2 separate regions of the Ovis canadensis genome follow, and region 2 is linked to region 1. Evidence: chromatin contacts called from public Hi-C data. All regions are on one chromosome and are shown on one strand. The core of a region is the stretch at or near the end of the contact, and the rest is flanking DNA. Distances in the headings are between cores, read along the strand shown. Region 1 holds the start of AHDC1 (AT-hook DNA binding motif containing 1). Region 2 overlaps AHDC1 (AT-hook DNA binding motif containing 1).

Region 1 (3,383 bases), core at 670-3,169:
GACAGCCCCAGCTCCCGCCTCGGGCCAGCAAGGCCCACATCCTTCCTCCCTCGGCCGGCCCCTGCGCCTGGCAGGAGGCTGGGGGGTCAGGCTGCTGGGGAACCCCTCCGGCTCCCATCAGTCTTCATCCCCAGCCCCCAAACTCTCTGGGTTGCCGTCCCTTTTCCTGTAGAACAGGAAACAAGGTTATTTCCTAGACTCGGAGCCAGCCCCCTGCCCCTCTGGCTCTGCCCGGGGACCAAGACCCAGCAGGGGAATGCGCCCGGAGCCAGAAAGCGGAGGGATTCAGCGATTCACCCCCCAGCGACTGGCCCAGGGGGCTGACAGCTGTCACTCAGCACCCCAAGCCCTGGGGAAGAGGGGGCCCCCGATTCAATCAGAGCCTCAGAGGAAACGCATTGATGGGCGATTATTTATTTATTTATGCAAAAGTGAGCCGACTTTGTTCGCCAGGTAACCGGGCACGCGGCCCAACCCCTCCGGCCCCGGCCGCCCCCAAATCCCTCCTCCGCCCCACACCCCCTCCGGGTCATTAGGTCCCCGCCCCTCAACTCCCAGAGCACAAGCGGAACCTTGGGATTTGGGGGTTGGAGGGGAGGGGCTTCTCCCCTCCGCAGTCTCCCCCTTTCCCAGCGCCGTTCCTAAAATCCAGCCTTGTTCTCCGCTCCCACGGTCCCCCCCTTCACCCCCCCCCCTACATTCTCAGCAAGCTGGAGAGCAAATTGCAGTTTTAAATCCAAAGACGGAGGGAGGGGGAAGGAGGAGGGGGCGCGCGGCAGCGCTGGGCGCGCACCTCGCCCCCGAGCCGGGGGAGCCGCGGGGCGGCCAGGAAACCCGAGAACCCCCCCTCCCCGCCCCCCCTTCTCGTCCACCTCCCCCTCCCCCTTCCCGGCGCTGCCTGCCAGGCTTCGAGCCGAGCCCAGCCGAGCCGCGGGCCCCGGTGGAAACAAAGACCGATCGCACCGCGGGCACCGCAGCCACGGGGTCCGGCGGACCGGACCGGGGCGCGCGGAGGGGGCGCGGGGCCCCCCCGGTGCGCTGCACAAAAGAGCCCGGCCGGCCGGTCCCCAGCGGGGGTCTAGGGCCGGGGAGGAGGCGCCACTCACCGGAGTGCTGGGCTGCCGGCTCCGTGGGTCCGAGCCAGGCGAGGGGCTTCGGGGGGCGTCTGTTTTCCGGCGGCGGCAGCGACGCGGGCGCCCGGCAGCTGGGGAGAGGAGTCGTGGAGGAGCCTTGAGCCGCCCGCCGTTGCTGACAGCATGGCTCGCGCCTCGGCTCACATTCTCCGCCGCTAACTCCGCTGGACCCGGCCCCCCAGCTCCCGCGGCGCCCCCCACCTCGATCACTCCTTCGTTCTCTCTCTGCGCCCCCTTGCTCCCCCCACCGCCACCACCGCGCACACACTCTCACAGCCCTGGACACCCCCACCCCCACCCCCCCCAATTGCAAACCTGGGAGGGAACGCGCCCCGCGTAGTCCTCCTCCTGCTCCTCCTCCTCCGCCCTCCTCCCTCCCGCTCTCTTCTGGCTGTCTGTCTGTCCCTCTGACTGTCTCAATCTCTCGCTCCCTCTGCCTTTCTCTGCTCTCAGAGCTGGGTGGGAAAAGGAAATGAGGACAGAAAGCAGACGCTGGCTTTGGGTGGTGGTAGCTGGATTCCCTCTCTCCCTCCCTCCCCCTCCTCCCCTCCCTCCTCCTGCCTTCTGCTCTCTCCGCGGCGAGCGGGGCTGAGCGCAGCCTGGCGGGTGGCTCCCGTTGCCCGCCCGCCCGCCTGTCTGTCTGTCTGGTCTGCCTCGCTCGCTCCCTCCCCTCGCCGTCTCTCGCCCTCGCCCTGCCTGCCTGCCTGCCTGCCTCTCTCCGTCTCCGCCGCCGCCGCCGCTGCCTCTGCGAGCTCGCCTTACCTTCGCCGCTCACCATCCGGAACCCCAGGGGGGAGCGCGCGCGCGGCTCGCCGGGACTTGTAGTCCCCGCCTCGGCCGCTCCGCGCGCGGAGCGGGCGGGGCGGCGCCGGCAGCTCCGACGGCGCGGCCGGGAGCCCGCAGGGGGCACCCAGCGCCCGACCCTCGCGCGCTTCCTCTTTTACCGAAGGGGGATTGCGTTCTTCCCCAAGGATCACCAACGTTCCCCACCTTCCTCGTCCCGCTGCGGGGGGCTTTGGCCGGAGCGGAGGTTGCGGGTGGGAGTGAAGGGGCGTGGTCTGAGAATGGAAAGAGTAGAATGGGGGAATCGAGGGACTAGCTAAAAGGGCTTGAGACTTTCTGGGGGCGTCCCAATTAAATGAGAGAGGAAGCGGTAAGAGGAGACGGTCGGCTCCCTGAATCTGGAGGCGTTCTCCCTTCATGAGAAGGTTACCTATTGAGTAAAGCGCAAGGGTTGATGGAGAGAGGGCTGCTCCAGAAAACTCAAAGCCCGCCCGCACCTCCTCCTCCTTTCAGGGACCCCCAATCTCAAGTTCTGAGCTCTGGGTTTAGCCACCTCCACCAAAGACTAGTTTTTCTAGAAGTCCGAGGAAGACAAGAGCATGAAGTCCTGGATTCTCCACAGATCTCTCTCTCTGTCAGACACACACACACACACACAGCCTTGCCTTCCTGAATTCGACTGAGCTTCTTCCTGGTGTCAGGAAGCAGCATTCAGATTCAACAGTTCAGAGCTCCTGCTGGGCCCAGGGGGCTGGACTCAGCACTTTCACCTACCTCCTCTGCAGGTCACATCTGTTATCCAGCCCCTAGCTCCGGCCCCCTGCCTGGCCTATCCCCACAGATGGGAATGTGCACTGCCAGGGCCTGGTTACCAAGGAGAGGTCTTTGGACAGTGCAAGAAGGAGAACTGCTGCTGCTGCCACTTTCTGAACACCGCAGGGCTCTTGAGTCCTGCAAAGACCTGGTAGAATGATTTTGTTATCATTTCCATTTTAGAGATGAGGGCACTGAGGCCCATGACCCCTACTGAAGAAGTTGGTAGAGCCCGGCTGGACCAGGGTCTGTTCCATTCCAAAGCTCACTGCTTAACCTCTGGCTCAAGCAGGGAGCTGCGACTTCCAAGCTCTCCATCTGACCTTCTCTCCCAGCGTCTGTGTGTCCTCCCTTGGCACTTAAATTCGACAAATGTTAACTGAGGTGTGCAGGGCTCACAGGGGACACGGAGATGAATAATGCATGGTGGCTGTCCTGTCCCCGGCGTCTACCAGCACCAGCCCCGACTGGTCCTGTGCTAGTCCCACTTCATCTATGTGTCTGATATTCCTTTGCCCAATGTCTGCTGGCTTTTTCTGTCTTGCTCTGTGTCTGAAGTCCCTTCAGCAGTGCCTTTGTCCTTGGCCCACCCGTTTCGGACTCTTCCTTTGGCCCTGCAGGGTGATACGAGGTGATGGCCAGCGTGTGACAAAA
Region 2 (3,399 bases), core at 788-3,287, 45 kb before region 1:
TTCCAGTGGGTACACTGTTCCAGTGTCACCTCGTGCCCCTCCCATTTTTCAGACAAGGAAACTAAGACCGGAAGAGGGAAACAGACTTTGCCCAAGACCACAAGATAGCATGGGGAAGGGGGAGCCCCAGTGTGTTGCTCATCCAAGCAGAACACCCCCGTGTCTCTTCAGGTCCCAGGCCGCAGCTGCTCCTCACTGTCCCATTTACTAGATCGCTTCGGGTTCTGTTCTCTCTCATGCCCGCCTGCAGACTGTGGTCGGGCCCCTTCTAGGCCAGGCCCTCTCTGCTTCAAGAATCTCACCGCTGCTCTTGTGGGAAGAACTGTTGAGTAAGACACTCACGAAGGAGGGAAGGGGCTCAGACTCTGGAAATCTCCAGGTCCTACTTCCAACAGCCCAGCTGACCCGAGGCTCCCACTGCCCTCTTGGAGATGCCTACCACAAACCACCACCCCTCTCTTGATGAGGGTGGGGCTCACCAACCCTCCCTACTCTGGAGACCTCCCACTGGGGGCCTGAGGGTGTGACCTTGGCAGAAGAGACAAACCGCCTCTCCAGCGGCTGCTTCTGTTCCACCCACCCGTGAAGACCTCTGGGCGAGCCGTCCTGCCAGACCTCCTGACTGTCCGCGGCCTCCAGGATCTGAGGGAAGCAACTGGCTCCCCTCCCCACCACACCCAGGCAGACGTTTTCTTGGACCCCCTCCCAAGGGTACCACCTATCCCCACGTCTGTGAACAAAGTCGCAAAGGGTCCACTGTCCGTCGTCTGTCTGCTTCTGGGTCAGTGTGTCTTGAGCCTGCCTGTGGGGACACCCGCCGGCTGGGAGGGGGGCTGGGGGCCCCAACCTGCTGCGCACAGTGTCGGGAAGGGCCAGCCCACATCCTTGAGTCCCCAGCCCCACCCTCCCCCGCTGCGGCTCTGACCACCCCACCCCTTCCCCAGCCAGCCTCCCCCTCCCCCACCCACAGCCTCCCCAGGGGAGCCGGGCTGCCAGCCCCAGCTCTCACTTCCGGCCTCATGACCCTCTCTCCAGCCTCCTCCCTACCCCACCCCCCCCACCCTGCACACACCATTTCCCTCCCAGCCCAGACCGAAGGCCCAGGGATGTCCTCAAATGGAAAACTTGGCCTCAAAGGGGGCTATCACTGCTGCAGTGAAACCTCCCCCCAGTCAGCTCCCTTGTGGGGGGACCTTTATTTCCCAGGATCTGGCCTCCCCCCCAACTCAGGAACTATGCATCACCCCCTCTTCCCAATTTCCTTCTCTTCAGCCCCCTCCCACCCACCCCTGAAGCTCTCCTTCTAACCTGACTCCGAACCAGAATCGTTACCAAAAAAATAACAATGATGAAAATAATAACGGGCAGCTGTCACTTATTTGGCATGTAAATGGAGGCTCAGAGAGGTTAAGCAAAGCCCTTAAGGACAAACAGCCATGACAGGGAAGAGTGTCTGCACTTGGGTTTGCTGAGCTCCTCTGAACCAAACTTCCCCACTGTCCAGAGAGTCAGCCCCCTCCCCCGCAGCTTCCTTGAACTGTCCTGGTCCCAACGACCAATTCTAATTTTTGACTTCTAAATTCACCCCCTCCTCTCAGTTTCTTCACCCCTCCCACCTAGGTCATTCAATGCACTACCCTCCCTCGCCACTAGGTGTCCCCTTAGAGCCACTGATGCCCCCAAGGGGAGCAAGCCCCGCCCCACCCCCTGGAATCATCAGGGCCACCCCCCAATAGCACAGCACACCCCACCCCACCCTACCCCCAGCCACACAGAGCTCCTTTGTGAAGCCCTTGCCCACCCCCTTCCTGCCCGGAGCAGGGCACCTGGCAAGCAGGTCTGCCCTAGACCCGCCCCCTGCCAGCCCCCTGCCCTGGGTGCCAGGTGTGTGGGCACCACTGCCAGCTCTGGCTGAACCCGAGGGTCACCCTGCCGGGTGGCCCTCCCTTCCTCTCTCCGAGGTCACCCAGGGACTGTGCTTCCCGCCTGCTCCGCCCCCATCCCCTCCTGCCCTTGGCCCTTCCAGACTCCTGTCCTTGTCTTTCCTTCTGTCTCCCGGAGGACACCCCTCCTCCAGCCCCACCAGGCCCTCCCCACAGCCTCACCACCGCCCACCTCCTTCCCCTGAGAGCTCCTTGTTCCGCCCCCCACCCCTCCCCGCCCAGGTCTGAAAAACTCCTCCTCCTGGAAAGTTGCTGCTGGAAAGGAAGTGACTTCAGCAGTTTGGCCACAAGGCTGGGCACTGCTGAGCCCAGCTCAGCTGAAGCCTTGCCCAGCCCACCTCCAAAGCACAAATGGAGCCACGTGCACACACATCCCCCAGCGTGTGCAGCCAGAACCCTGAACACACGCTTCCCTGGTGACACGTGGAAGAACCTCTGTGTACATGATCCACCCCACCCAGTGTGTACCCGTGTATCACCCCGGTGTATTCAGAGTCTTGTCTGCACACCTCTCCAGTGTACACTAGCACCCTGCCCAGGAACACCACCCAGCATGGTACACACAACGCTCTAGCCTCCCCACACCTGCACAGGACACACCCTGAGTCCTGCGCACTCGCTCTCATGTACCATGTATGCAGCCCGTGAATGTCTCCCAGCCCAGTCCCCCTAGACTTCTGTGTACAGCACCCTGCACACCTCAGGACAGAATCCTACACACGCCTGCTTGCACACAAGCTGGAGTACTTGCACACTAGATGCCCCGTACATTTACAATTGGGTACACCCGGCTCTGACATCCCCACCCTGACAATCCCGGGAGACTCCACCCCCCCAGACCTCAGGCCCCAGGAATGCTCTTTTGGAAGCTGGGTGGGGTCCCCAGGCAGTCTGGGCTCTAGGGAGCTTCCTGGAGCCTGAGGCTTCATGTGTCAGTTCGGGGAGTTGCCTCTGCAGGGCAGGGCCGCTCCACCTGGCCTCTGCAGCTCTCTAGCCTGCTTGGGTGGGCTCATCTGGGCCCAGGCTAGGGAGATGGTTCTTGCCCCCGGCCTTGCCCCATCTCATCCCAGGAGGGCAGCCCAGCGTACCTCAACTCCCCAGGTCCTCTCAACTTCCACAGACTCTAGGAGAGAGGGGTCCTGCGGGGTCAGCATCACACAGCAGGCATTCTGGTTTCTACCTCTGCCCTGGGTTCTGGTCACTGGGACAACCCCTTTCGCTGCCCAGTTCTCTCAGGTCATCCAGGTGCAGGTCCTCCAACTAGGAGGCAGGACTTGGGGGAACTGGCTGTATATCCATGGACCTTGCCTTTCTGGATAATGGGGAGTCTGAGTAAGTGTGGTCACAGTATTTTGATACTAAAGAGCCTCTTTTTGGCCTAAGCTGGGAGGGGAGGGATCCCTGATAGGACTGTGAAGGAAGTATCCCTGATCCCCACTTCCTGGGATGGCCAGCA

The links. Hi-C and Micro-C count contacts between places; a contact is called where the count stands out from the background.
Region 2: a Hi-C map of fibroblasts shows a contact between it and region 1, with 2.3 times the contacts expected there. The contact joins the enhancer-like site here to the promoter of AHDC1 in region 1. A contact is called at or near these places in 2 of 2 Hi-C or Micro-C datasets (fibroblasts and lung).

What each region holds. Positions count from the first base shown.
Region 1 is chr2:244,973,536-244,976,918 of ARS-UI_OviCan_v2, reverse strand. AHDC1 (AT-hook DNA binding motif containing 1) reads right to left here and starts at 1,919. Exons shown (of 7, transcript XM_069578903.1): 1 at 1,896-1,919; 2 at 1,107-1,204.
Region 2 is chr2:245,018,974-245,022,372 of ARS-UI_OviCan_v2, reverse strand. The region is part of intron 3 of AHDC1 (AT-hook DNA binding motif containing 1); the gene reads right to left. Among named protein-coding and RNA genes, the nearest start is that of AHDC1, 46 kb to the right of the region's middle. Within about 2 kb of position 2,037, the one cell type or tissue checked has open chromatin away from gene starts, as enhancers often do. A contact at or near this core is called in fibroblasts, where this site is marked.